5 separate regions of the Mus musculus genome follow, and all the other regions are linked to region 3. The links are chromatin contacts, called in public promoter capture Hi-C maps. All regions are on one chromosome and are shown on one strand. Each heading gives the region's core, a stretch centred on a gene start, on an enhancer-like site or on the middle of the called end of the contact. The rest is flanking DNA. Distances are from core to core; before and after follow the strand shown.

Region 1 (2,700 bases), core at 87-2,586, 1.7 Mb after region 3:
GTTTTAAGTGATGGGCTGAAGACAGAGACATGTCCCATTAAAATTCAGCCATATAATTCTTACACAGGCGTGGTCAAATTTTAAACAAACACCGTAGAAATGACTAATTCTACATCTGGTCCCTAAGGCCACTTACTTATCAGCATTCAAGCTAACAACATTCTGTTCAGCCAATATTCTCTGGCTTTTCCTTTATATATTCTAAAAATTTAAAATATATATATATTTTTAAAAAGATTCACAATACCAACTCTTTCCCATAAAGATATCAGACTTAAGTCCAAACTAAGAAGCAGTGTGGGAAAGAAAACAAACGGTGACGAGAGTTCTAGTTCAATGATCATCAATACCCTGAGGCTTATTATTCAGAGCTAACAGGGAGGAGTTTTTTCCCCCTGACAAATTATCAAAGTACATTTTTTAGGCTCCAGTAATTTGTGCTACGTCTGCCTTAAAAGATATGACAACTGATAATGGGTTTTTTGTTTTTTGTTTTTGGCATTGTTTTTAGTGCACCAGAAAATAACTGGAGGCCAGGATTGTCTGAGGGCATTAACTGAAGGAAAGAAATTCAAAGTAGCAATCAACCCCCCCAAATCATGGTTAATTCCCAAGTGCACAGCTCAACTAGTTTAGCTACAGGACATATTTTTTTTTTCTACGTCTATAAATTCTCCCCCAAATACTGAAATTGGATATTTCAACCACAATAAAAATGGGATATTTCAAATGTGAGTCAAACACCTAACAAAAGTTCGTCGGCAGAGGCGGAGGGGACACGAAGGACGCAGATGCGGCCAGGGATGGTCAGTAGTGCGGACCGTCGTCGCCTTCGCACCTGCCCTTGGCTCGGCTGTCTCCTGCTTCGCTCCGCAGACACCGGGAGGAAGAGGCCAGGAGCGGAGGAGCGCCAGCGCATCGGGGGATCCGCAGCGGCCGCCCGCTCTGCGGCCTGCACCCCCGGACCGGCCGCGGCCTCGCGTAAAGCGCGAGCCCGGAGCAGCCGCGAGGGCCGGCGGACACGAGCGGGCCGAGGCGCCGCGCTCTGAGTCCCGGGTCCCCCGCCCGTCCGCCCGCCCGCCGCCCCAGCCCGGCTCACCCGGGCTCTTCAGGTTGTAGCGGGTCTCCATGGCGGACGTCCCCGCTGCCGCTCTCGTCGGCGCCGCAGCTGCCCGGGTCTCGCGCGGCGGACGCGCCTAGCGAGGGCCTCCGCTGACACCGCCCAGTCCAGCCCGACCGCGGGCGAGGTGCGTGCCGCGGGGTCCGCCTCCCTGAGGGCCGGCCGGGCGCCGGGGCGTCGCCGAACGGGGCGCCGGGCTGCGGACGGCCTGCGGGACTGACGTCCCGGCTGACGCGCCGCTGCGTCACCGCCGGCGCCGGGTCTGTGAAGTCGGCCTGACGTGGCGGGCGCTTCGTGGCGGTCGGTCACTCGGCAGCGGCGGTCCCGCGAATCCCGCCCGCCCGGCAGCCCTGGGGAGACGGGCGGCACCCTCGTCGTCCCCTCGGCCCAGCCCGGGAGACCGACTCGCCGCGGGCCCTTCAGGGGTTCCCGCGGAGCTCGCAGGGAGCTCGGAGGAACGGCGCAGCCCGGAGCGGCGGGCGGGCGAGCGCGGCCTGGGACTGCGGCGCCGTGATGTGCGCTTCTCCGAGCCCGCAGTTGGCCTCGGTGCGATGGACGGGAGTGGCCCCTAGCTCCGCGGTGCGGTTAGCTAAGGCAGCGTTTTTCGGGGTGCATCAGAACCTCCCAGAAATAAAACCAAGGGGTCGCCTGGAATGTTAATAAAAACGCATAAATGGGACAGGTCGGTCTGAAAGAGATGCGGTGCGTTTGTCTTTTCGGATCATGGAGGACAGAGAAAGTAAGGTTCTGGTTCGGACGGCTTACCGAGATAAAAGGGCCTCAAAAAAGGGAGGGAGCCAGCGGAGATTAGAGAAGGTTATAGGTGGAATGAAGATTAACCAATTAGACAGATTAGTGTTCTTGTTTAACATTGTCAAATGTGTTTGTGGGAATGTCAGTAATTTTTCCCAGCCGTCTGAAGGAGGAGGGAAAAAAAAAAGATTTAAGTGGCATCTTCTAAGCCATTAAAGGCGATGTTTTCTGAATAGTACGGTGATAATCTGAAGAATAGAGAAGCAAGCAAAACCGAGCTTCAATGTGCTTCTCCATTAAGCTTTCATTCTTTGTGTTCAGTCCTCAAATTTAGCATCCAGCAACCTGCGCTGCTCCGACCGGCCCCATGACCAGGCCTGCCGAGGGGGTGTAGTCGTTCCCATCCGCCCGCCAGCCAGACTCGGAAGGCACTTTGCCCTGAGGCTCTCCTCTTCCTCCCAACAATGGAGATAAGGATGTTTCTCTTTTATTTTATTCTTGAAGCCACATCACCTCGTCCTTGGGGGCTCTTCCTTAGGTAAAAGACAGCAACAAATCCGGCATTGAGTTATGGGCCCATGGCAAAGCTTAATTATAATCACTGCAAGAGAAAAGTCAACTCTTAATTTTTTTCTAAATATAAACATGTACAGAGAGGGTAAATATGATTTTTTTTTAAAAAAGGAGTAAATGCTAAAAGTTACTAATTGCTTGACTGTTAACTGGGTCGGAAAGATTAATTTTCCCAGAAATGTAGGTTTGTCAAAAGAATACTTTGTTTCTTCAGAACAAATTCCCTCCTAGAAGAAAGTAACAATTTTCAGCAA
Region 2 (2,700 bases), core at 36-2,535, 2.0 Mb after region 3:
CAGGGACCAAACTTCTGTCCTTGGCAGCAAGAGTCTTCATGAGGAGCTATCTTTACCAGCCCTGTCCTCATTGCCTTTCTAAGAATTGCTAACTAGTCGTCTGTTTTTCAAAGGGGCTGCCATTTCACCTTCCCTCTGAGCAATTGAGGATTCCAACCTCTCATCTTGACATTAGTTCACGTTTAATTATTACAGCCACGGACTGTAGTGGAAATATTAACACGCTTCACTTATATTCTTGATCAGAGTGATTATCACCTTTTTGGGTGCTCTATGACAGTGGCTCGGAGCCTGTGCAAAACACATGAAAAATCTTCCAGTTACGAGTTGGCTAAGGCAAGCGTCCTTTCTAGTTCCTTTAGCTGCATATTGCCTTGGGTTATCATCATTCGGATTGTATCCTGTGGAGGAAAGGACAATCTAGTCATTGTTTTACCAGCTTAACCACGGCAAAGTTCTATTATTGTATCTGGTACAGTCAAGAACCAACAGTGGCTGTTACAGGTTGTAGCTGTGGGCTTACCAATGCCCAAGGCACTACATTCAATCCTGTCACCAAAAGGCACTCCCCCCATCCACCCCCCCCCCCCAAAAAAAAACAGTAGTGTGAAGTGGAAAGCTGGACGCTAGGCTACACAATACAAAGCCAGATGTGCTGCAAAACAAATGTAAAATACCCAGTGGGCAGTGAGCAAATTCTCTGTGGCATATTCCAAGGTGTTCGCTAAACTTCACAAGCTCAGTGATACAATGGGACAAAGGAGCCGTGGCCCCAGCGTGGTCTTGCTCTCACCTCTTCTGTGGCACTTTTGTTTCTTTTAAATTCTTCCCTGGCCCAATCCTGAAGGTATTTTCGGTCAGAATCACTTGGAACTTGCCTAATCGCTCGCAAAATCTTTCTGTAGAGGAGGAGAACTTGCTGCCTTCTCATGAACTGCTCAAGGGAAGGAGAAAGACAAGTTACCACAAACCAGCCGGCTCCACTCAGCAAGCAGAAATAGCCCTTTGGTCCTCGCTAGCAAACAGAACAAGAGAGAATCCTTGCGGACCGGCGGGCGGGCGGCTTGCGAGGGCGGGGCACGCCTAGCAGCTCCGCCCTCGGGAGGCTGAGGCTGTCGGCCGAGGCCCGCGGTGGCCGCGGCGAGCCAGGTCGCAGGGGGAGCGCGACCACACAGGACACCTCCGCGGGGCTGAGAGATCAGCAGTACCTGCTTCAGCGTCAGGGCTGCGGGAGGCAAGCGGGATGCCGCCATGTTGCCCACGGAAGCTGCTGCGGCTCAGGAGCGGAAGTGGCCCTCGGGCACCCTGGTCACGGAAGCGGAAGGAGGAGACGGATGCGCGAGTCCTGGGTTTTCCGCGGAGAACCCAGGAGCTCGGTCGCTTTTACGGGAGGGGAGAAAATGTGTGCCTTTTGAGCACCCTTGCTGTGTATAACTGAGAAGACCGCCATTATGCTGGCAAATTCCGTTTGCATCCTGGAAGCTTCTCTTTTTCTCTACACTTTATCCTACAGCACGCAGGTCGCCTCGATCGTTGCGACTCCGTGCGCTTTCCCTACTCGTGTGCCCTCTCGCTTTTTTGTTTTTGTCCCCCACATCACATACCCAGAAGTCAGGTTATTGAATCTGCTTCTCGTGTTTTGTTTTGGTTTTTCAATTTTTCTCTAACATGGGACGTTGGGGATCAAACCTGTATCATCAGGTTTGGGGCAAAGCACCTTTAATGTCTGAGCCATTTCAATGGCCCTTGGATAATTTCTTTATATAGAGAGCTTTAACTCTACATTAACATATTTGTTTCTTTTTTTGGTTTTTCGAGACAGGGTTTCTCTGTGTAGCCCTGGCTGTCCTGGAACTCGCTCTGTAGACCAGGCTGACCTCAAACTCAGAAATCCGCCTGCCTCTGCCTCCCAAGTGCTGGGATTAAAGGCGTGCGCCACCATGCCCGGCTAACATATTTGTTTCTTTTGAGACTTTACAATATTGTCTTCTACTCACAGCTGTTGTAAAAGTGTATTATTATGATCAGTTTTATATTTACTCCACGTAAGTTATTTTCATTTATGACACACTATGGATCTAAGTTCTTTTCCAGCCACTAGACTAAAAATTCAAGATCATTTATTAAATAATTCATGACTTTCTCAGGTCATTGTAGTAATCTTTTTGAATGCAGGGTCTTTTATTGTCTAAATAATTCGATCAGTCTTGTTTTATCTCGGCCAGGTATCAAGCTATAAATTTTGCTTTTTATGTTGTTGTTCTGGCAGATCCAGTAGTTTCTTGTTAGGATATTTTCTATGACCCTTGGAAAGGCACTGAGCTAATTTCCACATCACCTGGGGATATTTATAAGATTCATAATTAGTGCTGGGTCTAAATTGGGCACCGAGAACAGGTATTTTGTACATTCTTTTCTCTACACTCATGTTAGCCACAGGCAATGTTGTCATATAGATATATACTCCCTGTCTCAAAGATTTATACTTTGAGTAGGAAAGCTTTGAAGGTCAATGCAGTGTTACTTAATTGACTGAGAGTAGGTTCTTGCCTCAAATAACTCTCAGCGCCAAAGCTCAGCGTACAGTCTTTTTAAAGACAAAAGACGCAATGCCATCATTGTCAGGTGTAAGTCAGGAATATGGTAGTATTTGTTTTGACTACACAACCAGAAGATATTTTGATTATGTATCTGAGGCCA
Region 3 (2,700 bases), core at 73-2,572:
GCAGGCTTTATTAAATACTGGCCAGGACAAGGGACACTGCCCAAGGCCATATCCAGGAATCCCAGAGTAACAAATTACATTAGTCAGAAGCGTATACAATCAAAACTGACAAGGCTATATACATCCCACTTTTATGTAATCAGGGGCAAGTATACATCCTGACATATTTCCTGCCTACACCTCCCACCTATGTGTGCACATCCTGTGCAGCTGAGACAACCAGCCTTGTTTACAGAAGTGAAAACAAGTGGCTTGTTGTCTTACAGGAGCAACAGCTCCCAGCATTCCAAGAAGCTATCTGTTCTTGCCAAGAGGGGCTTACAGTTTAGAGACATTTCTGTTTTATGCCTAAAGCACACAATAATTTAAACTTAAAATATACCTTTAGCCTTCACAGGACAACTCAGGAGTCAGGATGGGAGGCCATAGAAAAGAGAGAGTAGGATTGGTTTTGAAAATTACCACAAACAATGTTCACATTTGTCAACTGATAATCCATTAATTATATCATATACTTTGGCTTGATGTCCTCGTAAAATAAGGCTAGGACTTATATTACTTAAAAAAAAAAAACCCGTGTTTGAGAAAATACTGATAATGTATGATTTTTGAAATTAAATATAAGCGAACTATTAATATCTATGTGAAAAACAAAATCGTCAGTGCTATCAGAGATCCCGTGAGAAGTCTCTTTAACCCCTGGAGATCTAATTTGGGAAACTCTGATTAGTAATCTCTGATCAATTTGAATGTGTTTTTTTTTTTTTTTTTTTACACAAGTGATGGTAGATGATCCCTGTCTCAGAACGGCTAGACTGACCACAGTCCCGGTTCTAAAGACTCGAACCCTTCACCACCACATGTAAAACTTCTAATTCCAGTCCCTTTTCTCTTAAAGCTCTTCTGCCACACCACTGCTCAACTAAAAGCACCCTATAAAGCCCCAGACTCCTTTTTGGCGATACTGCACTTCCTTCTCTTGGAGGCAGCTGGATTCTAGCCTGAATCTTTCCATTTCCATTAAGTGCCATTAGGTCCCATTTCCAATTCTGGATATCTCTTTATATAAATATACATGAAACCCACGAAACGAAAGCTTATTTGAATGTGAGAGGCTGAAAGTCAAAGGCCCCAAGAAATCAAACCAGACTGCTCATCTGGGTTCCAAAGCCAAGGGCTCCTGCAGTTCCAATGCCAGGGCTCGGCCCGGACCCCTGCTCTACGGCCTCCGGAGCATAGATGGCGCTGTGGTGCGGCTCTTAGAGCCCCGGCGGGAACGCGCACTGGTTGGGCGCGCACCGGGCGAACCGGAAGGAAAGTCCAGCAGCGGGCGTTCGCACGGGACGCCGGAAGTCTCTGAGCCTGGCGGCGTCCGAGCTGAAGCTTCCCCGGCTTCCCAATTGCCCAAGGTCAGGCTCCGCCAGCCCTCGAAGGGGAGGGTTGTGGTTTGCAGAAGATGCTAGGGTAGGTTGCCGGGAAGCCTGCCCGCCGACCACACAAGTTTTCACACTTGTTTATGAAGATTTATACTGAGCTCCGTAGGAGCCTGGGTATCTGACCGCGGTCTGAAAAGCTTTACAGCCTTCAGGTCCTTGCCACAGTGACACTCTTTCCCCAATCCATGAGTGGGGTAAATTACGAGGTGGAAAGTGGGTTTTGTGTGTGGTGTTTTTCTTTTTTCACTTTAAAGTTATATTTTACAGTAAAAACGATAGAGTTTATTTTTTAAAATCTAAGCGATCTCATTTCCCCACTGTGAGACAGGGGGCTGGCTGTCTTGGAACTCGTTCTGTAGACAAAGCTGGCCTGGAGCTCAGAGAGATCCGCCTGCCTCTGCCTCTCTAGTGCTGGGCTTATCTTAGGGTCCTGCGTCTGGTAGTACTTTATAAATGCAAAACACTTTCCTCAAAAATCAGTTTTGGAAAAAGATGCTGATGGAATAGGAGTCCACTACAATGGGAAGAATTGGATTATCCTACCCTAGTAGTGAAAAGGCATCGAAGGTAGGAAGGTTGCACACTATCTGTAGGATGACCGCTATTTTGTTAACATCTTTCCTTTTAAGAATGTTAACAATGTTAAATACACATCTGTAATATTGCAGTGTATAATATCATTCCTTTTATTAAGGTGGAATCAGAGTTGTCACTTACTCAAAAAAAAAAAAAAAAATTCCTTTAGAAGCACCAGAGTTGAGATTAAGCTTACTTAGTTCCCTCAAGCTATAAAGCCCTGATTCTTTCTCAAAGTTTCTCATATTAATCTAAACTATTGAAGGTGTCCTACTCCGGACTTTTACTTTCTTAAGCACTAAAAGAGTATAGTATGTGAAACATAATAACAAGAGTATCTATACTATCGTTGAATGTTTGGTCCATTTGAGGCAGTTCTCTATATATTTGAAAATAGAGTGCTTTTCCTAAACCAGTTCTCATTGTTTATATCTTCATACTTCCCCATACAATATAATATAGGTAGCTATGCCAATCTTGTTCTAGTGAATTTGGTGTGTACAGACACGGATAGTTCATTCGTTCACATGCACACATGTGCAGTATGTGTGTAGAAGCCAGAGGTCAGCCTGATGATGTTCCTCAAGGGCCACGTACCTTGTTTTCTGAGACAGAGTTTCTCACTGGGACCTGGGACTTACTGATCCCAAAGGGCTGACTGGTCAGAGAGCCCCAGAGATGAGCCTGC
Region 4 (2,700 bases), core at 5-2,504, 1.8 Mb after region 3:
TAAAGAGATTAATCCTTTCTCTGGGATATTTACAACTCGGAGAACGTTAACAGCCCCGTTCAACTGACCTTTTAAAGTGACCTTCCGCTTTTGTGGGGAAAAAAAATTTTTTTAAATTAAAGAAAAACATTCTGGAATCCTAAACTCAACTTCTTTGTTGTGTCCCGGGAATGAAATGCAAGCAGCCCCCAATCCGAAAGGCTAACTTCAGCTCCTTCGGCAACAACAAACAGTTGGCTTCAGCGGCCAAGGATTGCTCGCCAGGCGCCCACCCCCGGGTGCGACACGAGATGCATTCAGGGTGTCTGGGGACCTAGAACCCCGCGGTCTCCCGGGAGACGCGGATACCACCTGCAGCGCGGGCCCCGCCCCAGCGCCCCGGTCCCACGCCGCAGACCCTCCCGCGGCCACGGCGGGGAAGAATGACACGCGCAGCTGTGGGCGACCCAGCCGGCACGCTGCCGCCAGCTGCTTCTTTTAGCTCGACATCCGACCCTGCTCCCCGCCGCCGTCTGCAGCCCGGCCGCTCCCCTCCCCCACCGCAGCGCCCCGGACCCGCGCGTCCCGCATCCCCCCCACCCCCAACACACACACACACATCGCTCCCAGGGCGGGGACCGCGAGCGCTCGGCCGGTTGGCTCACCTCCCTCCTCCGGCCCGCTGTCCAGCTCGGCGTCCGAGGACTCGGGCCCATCCTCGTAGCCCGCCAGCCCCACCAGCTCATCCTCCTCCTCGTCCTCGCCGCCGTCCTCACCCTGCGGCTGCGGCTTGCCCAGCACTTGGCTCATCACGCCCACGCTTGCCTCCAAGGTCCCGCGTGGGCCGAGTGGCCCGCAGCGCCCTGGGGCCGCGCCTGGTGAGCAAGGGGGTGGCAGTGGAGCCCAGCCCCCTCCCTGCCGCTGCTGCCCGAGAAGCCAGCCGGAGCGCGGCAGTTCTCCCCGGGAGCGCGAGGGAGTGACTGCGTGACCCGAGTCACCTGACGCTTGTCACACACACACACACACACACACACACACACACACACACACACACACACGCAGCACCACCGGGCGCGCGCTCGCCGGCCGCAGCCACCGCTTGCTCGGCCACACACGTTCTCCCCCTAGAGAGAATTCGGGTGTCCAGAGCGCACTGGCCACCGCCCTCGGGGACTTCTGCTCGCTTTCTCTGCAAGCGTGGCCCGGGGACCACCCGGACCCTGCCGCCTGCTTTCTGCAGTGCCCCTGGCTTGTGCTGCGGTCTTCAGGCTTTCTACCCACACCCTACCCACCTCCACCCCACCCACCTCCACCCCACCCCAGTCTACCCCACCCCCACTAGGCTGCCCCTCAACTGTGCGGTACTCAGGCCCCACCCCCACCGCCACTCCAGCCTGCGGGAGCTGGGAGAAGTGCACAGTGGTGGGGTAGTTTCCATAGCAGCTGCCTCCTAAAGTGCCTTTTAGTTCAAAGGATTTCCCAGCAAGAATACTCCAAACTGTGGTCTACGTAGACATGTTTCCGGAGAAGTCACATGTCTCGTGATTTATATATAAACATGCTATACTAAATGATTCCTTTGCAACCTTCGGGAAAACCTAAAGTGTATAACGCCCTCGGGGCTTCTTATGCCCCAACTGCTATTGTCTCATTGGTGTAGTCCCACGTGTTTTAGGGCTTTTGTGGGAGGTGAGGGGCAGCTCTCAGATTGGAATAGAAGCGATGTGGGATGAGGAGGTGCTCTCCTCCTTCGCCAGCTGCTCAGCACAGTGTGAGCACCCTTTTCTGGGGTGGGGGGTGAGGGAGAGAAGAGGAGGGAGGGAGGGAGGGGGAGAGGGAGAGAGAGAGGGAGAGAGAGAGAGGGAGAGAGAGAGAGAGAGAGAGAGAGAGAGAGAGAGAGAGAGAGAGAGAGAGAGGAGAAAGTCACGTGCATAAACTTCCTTCAGTTAAACAGCGGGCCAGCAAGGTGATCCGGATCCTGCAGGTGCCAGCAGCTCAGCAGGTGGGGAGAAAGGCAGCTCAGCCTGGACACTTGCGGCCCGGGACAGGGCTTCCTAGGGGTCCTCGGAAAAATCTGGGTAGGAATAGGGTTACTAATCCGTGACGCATGTCCTGGATTTCTTCTAACTGGGTGGCTGCTTTCAACAGGAAAGCTTCTCCAAGGAGAGGCAGTAGAACTCTTGTCTGCATGGTCAAGGTCGTTCCTATGCCACATACAAAGATGTGAACTGAAAAAGGCTTTTGAGCGAAGAAACAGTTTTGCAGATATATAAGCAGCAGAATTTAGGGAGTACAGTCAAAGATTATCAGGTGGGAAGCTCACACCACCTCCAAATTTAGTGGGAGGAAGTGAAGGGAGCCAGTTCTGTAGAGCAGCCAGGTAGCAGCACCCCCACACCACCCCACATCCCCGCCCCCACCCTCCCCACCCTCTGGCCAAGCAGATAACAGAAGAGGGCCCTGGCTGCTTTCCTTCTTCCTATCTCTGTGTGGTCTCCTGGGAATGACTGCCATTGGTCCAACACACCCAGAAACCCGTGGGCAAAGGAAGACTGAAACCAAGTGGAGGCCAAAGGGTGGATGGAGAAAGCCGACTCTCGTTACTCTCCCCACCGGAAGGAAGCAGCCTTTTCTGACCCTCATGAGAACACCTTTACCACAGAGTTGGTAGACGTTTCAAATGAGCCATGACTCTCAGGTGCTCTCAGAACTCATTTCTCA
Region 5 (2,700 bases), core at 184-2,683, 1.6 Mb after region 3:
TACCTATCTTTCCACCACATCAGATGACAACAGTATTACTTTGTAACAAGCAACCTAAATAGCAGCTTGTCTCTAAAGTTTATACACAAGCCTGTGTGTAGCTGTCTAATGAGAACAAACAGGATTTCCACTGCTATTGGCAGAGCTCTGCTGTAAAAATTTATTGAAGATGAATGATTGTGTCCATTGTGATATAAATAGATGATTTGTGAATTCAGATGTCACAAGCAATCAAGTGTAGTGGTTAGATGTTGTCTTTTGTGGAAATCTGTGCCCAGTACTTAGTGAGTTGTATAATCTTGGATGCCCATCTGTAATTTGAAGATAATAGTCACACTAAAAACCTCATAGGTTGGGATGAGAAATAGGTATTAACATTTAAAACATCCAGAAAAGCACTTGGTGCAGAGTGAGTGATCTTATTATTTTGACATTATTCTGGCTTTTAGCCAGTTCACTGAGCAAAATAATCTGGAGTCTCATAGATGCTGGAGGACTCCTGTAAAGGAGTTACAAGAGTAAAGTTAAGAAAATGACGGTGGGGCTGGAGGACCAGGGTTCAGTTCCCATTCACCCAGAGGGTGGCTCGCAATCATGTGTAACTCGTTTCAGGCGATCTGACGCCCTCTTCTGACCTCCTCAGGCACCAGACTCGGTGTGCACGCATACATTCAGACAAAACAAACAAAATAACACAAAAAAATGTTAAAAAAAGTTTTAAAAAAGGAAAGTGAGTCCATTCATGAATTTATATCACATTTATTGTGTTTAGGGAAAAGTTTCATTCGGTTAGGGTGTTAACTAAGGACAGTTTTTTTCACGTTAGAGTGTGACCTGGACTCTGGCGTTTTAGGGTATAAACTAGTAAAAATTGATTACAGTCTGCCTTTTTCTTCTCTTCATTCCTTCCACTTCCCTCGAGTTTACTCTGTATAGCCCTGGCTGTCCTGGAACTCACTTTGTAGACCAAGCTGGCCTCGAACTCAGAGATCCACCTGCCTCTGCCTCCCAAATGCTTGGGATTAAAGGCGTGCACTCCTTAAAAAAATCATATATATATATATATATATATATATATATATATATATATATATATATATGGTATCTTATTTGACCTAGTTGTGGCAATTTAAGAGAGGGTAGAATAGGAAGAACACGCAGAAGCTTTTAATACAAGAAAACCTCAGACTACTAATTATTAGGTGTGTATCATCAATAACAATTTTGAACTTGTATCACTCTGGAGGAAAAGGAGAGTATGACTTCTTGAATTTCCTCATCGGGTAACTTTAGACCCGTTATGAACACAAGCTGTGCAAATCATGTTACTTGGGCTTGTCAATCAAAATTTTGGATAAAACTTGTCCTATACAATTCCTCTTCTTAGGAGTTGGCGCCCCAGCTCCAGGCCGAGCCTTGAGGGCGGAGCTACAGGGCAACTCCTGACCTGGGGGGTGGGGGGTTAAGTTAGAGTTAGGGTGGTGCTGTACGGTGGGCGAGCGCGGGGCGCTGGTCGCCGAAGCCGCCGAGGGCGGCCGAGGACTGATTAGGACAGCCGAGCGGTGCGGACTGCCAAGGGCTGCCGAGGCGCCTAGCCTTGCGGAGGGCTGCCAAGGACAGCTAAGCGTTGCCAAGGGCGGCCAAGCGCTGCCAAGGTGCCGCCGAGCGTTGCATAGGACTGGCAAGGACTGCCGAGCGGCGCCGAGCGTTGCCGAAGTCAGATAAGACAGCCGAGCGCCGCCGAGCCTCGCAGAGGGCGGACGAGGAGAGACCGCAGCACGCCCGCGCCATGGGTCCGGTGGTGGAGCGGCCGGCCGAGCCCGGCACGAGCAGCGCCGCCGAGCTGGAGCTGCTGAAACGGCGAGCGGCCGAGCGCATCGACGAGGCGGCCGAGCGCCTGGGCGCGCTGAGCCGCGCCATCTGGAGCGCGCCCGAGCTGGCCTACGAAGAGCACCGCGCGCACGGCGAGCTCACGCGCTTCTTCGAGTGCGAGCCGCCGGCCGCCTCGTGGGCGGTGCAGCCGCACTTCGGGCTCCCCACCGCCTTCCGTGCCGAGTGGGCGCCGCCGGAGTCCGCGGCGGGGCCCCGCGCGCTGCAGGTGGCCTTCCTGTGCGAGTACGACGCGCTGCCAGCCCTGGGCCACGCCTGCGGCCACAACCTCATCGCCGAGGTCGGGGTGGCTGCGGCGCTCGGCCTGCGGGCTGCGCTGGAGAGCATCGCTGCGCCGCCGCCGGTCAAGGTGAGCCACTCCGGGCCAGCGCGGGGCGTGCCGGATCCAGCCCGGAGTGCCAGACCAGTCGGAGTACCAGACCGGTTATTTTTGGTGGCAGACAGCTGCAGTTTGCTCATTGGGTCGTGTGCTATCTGGAGGAAATAAATGGAGACTTAACAAACAAAAGATTTTGATTTGAATAATTGGTATTTGTATAGTAAATTTCAGTGTTTAGAACTACCAGGCTGCCAAACCACTAAAGAGCAGAACTAACGGAGAAGCTAACAAAACATTTACTACGTAGATAGGTTCATATTTAAGTGTACATTTTATTTCATATTAAACAGGCGTCTCGGTTCTTTAAGCAGGAAAATGTCGTGCATGTCTGTCTTGGGCAGGTCCGATCTTGTGTTTACTCTTTAGGATAGTGTATTTAATTCTGTGAGCAAGGTTATATGTCACAACTCAGCTCGGCTCACCCGCCAGTG

What was found. Promoter capture Hi-C pulls out the DNA fragments that hold promoters and counts their contacts.
Region 1: a contact with region 3 is called in a promoter capture Hi-C map of liver, with 4 times the contacts expected there. The contact joins the promoter of Ube2j1 here to the promoter of Smim8 in region 3. A contact is called at or near these places in 2 of 39 promoter capture datasets (both in liver).
Region 2: a promoter capture Hi-C map of liver shows a contact between it and region 3, with 3 times the contacts expected there. The contact joins the promoter of Lyrm2 here to the promoter of Smim8 in region 3. A contact is called at or near these places in 3 of 39 promoter capture datasets (cranial neural crest and liver).
Region 4: a promoter capture Hi-C map of cranial neural crest shows a contact between it and region 3. The contact joins the promoter of Rragd here to the promoter of Smim8 in region 3. A contact is called at or near these places in 2 of 39 promoter capture datasets (cranial neural crest and liver).
Region 5: a contact with region 3 is called in a promoter capture Hi-C map of liver, with 2.1 times the contacts expected there. The contact joins the promoter of Pm20d2 here to the promoter of Smim8 in region 3. A contact is called at or near these places in 2 of 39 promoter capture datasets (both in liver) and 1 of 115 datasets of contacts at active chromatin or transcription factors (astrocytes).

Annotation. Positions count from the first base shown.
Region 1 is chr4:33,030,016-33,032,715 of GRCm38.p6, reverse strand. Ube2j1 (ubiquitin-conjugating enzyme E2J 1) reads right to left here and starts at 1,336. Exons shown (of 8, transcript NM_019586.4): 1 at 1,100-1,336. The coding sequence starts at 1,130. 4933421O10Rik (RIKEN cDNA 4933421O10 gene) reads left to right here and starts at 1,393. Exons shown (of 2, transcript NR_036602.1): 1 at 1,393-1,859; 2 at 2,195-2,700.
Region 2 is chr4:32,798,844-32,801,543 of GRCm38.p6, reverse strand. It overlaps Lyrm2 (LYR motif containing 2), which reads right to left and starts at 1,285. Exons shown (of 3, transcript NM_175364.4): 1 at 1,209-1,285; 2 at 794-934; 3 at 1-401. The coding sequence starts at 1,253. The coding sequence ends at 321.
Region 3 is chr4:34,776,988-34,779,687 of GRCm38.p6, reverse strand. Smim8 (small integral membrane protein 8) reads left to right here and starts at 1,322. Exons shown (of 3, transcript NM_001330757.1): 1 at 1,322-1,409.
Region 4 is chr4:32,981,552-32,984,251 of GRCm38.p6, reverse strand. Rragd (Ras-related GTP binding D) reads right to left here and starts at 1,254. Exons shown (of 7, transcript NM_027491.2): 1 at 645-1,254. The coding sequence starts at 789.
Region 5 is chr4:33,188,470-33,191,169 of GRCm38.p6, reverse strand. It overlaps Pm20d2 (peptidase M20 domain containing 2), which reads left to right and starts at 1,433. Exons shown (of 7, transcript NM_001034867.2): 1 at 1,433-2,239. The coding sequence starts at 1,790.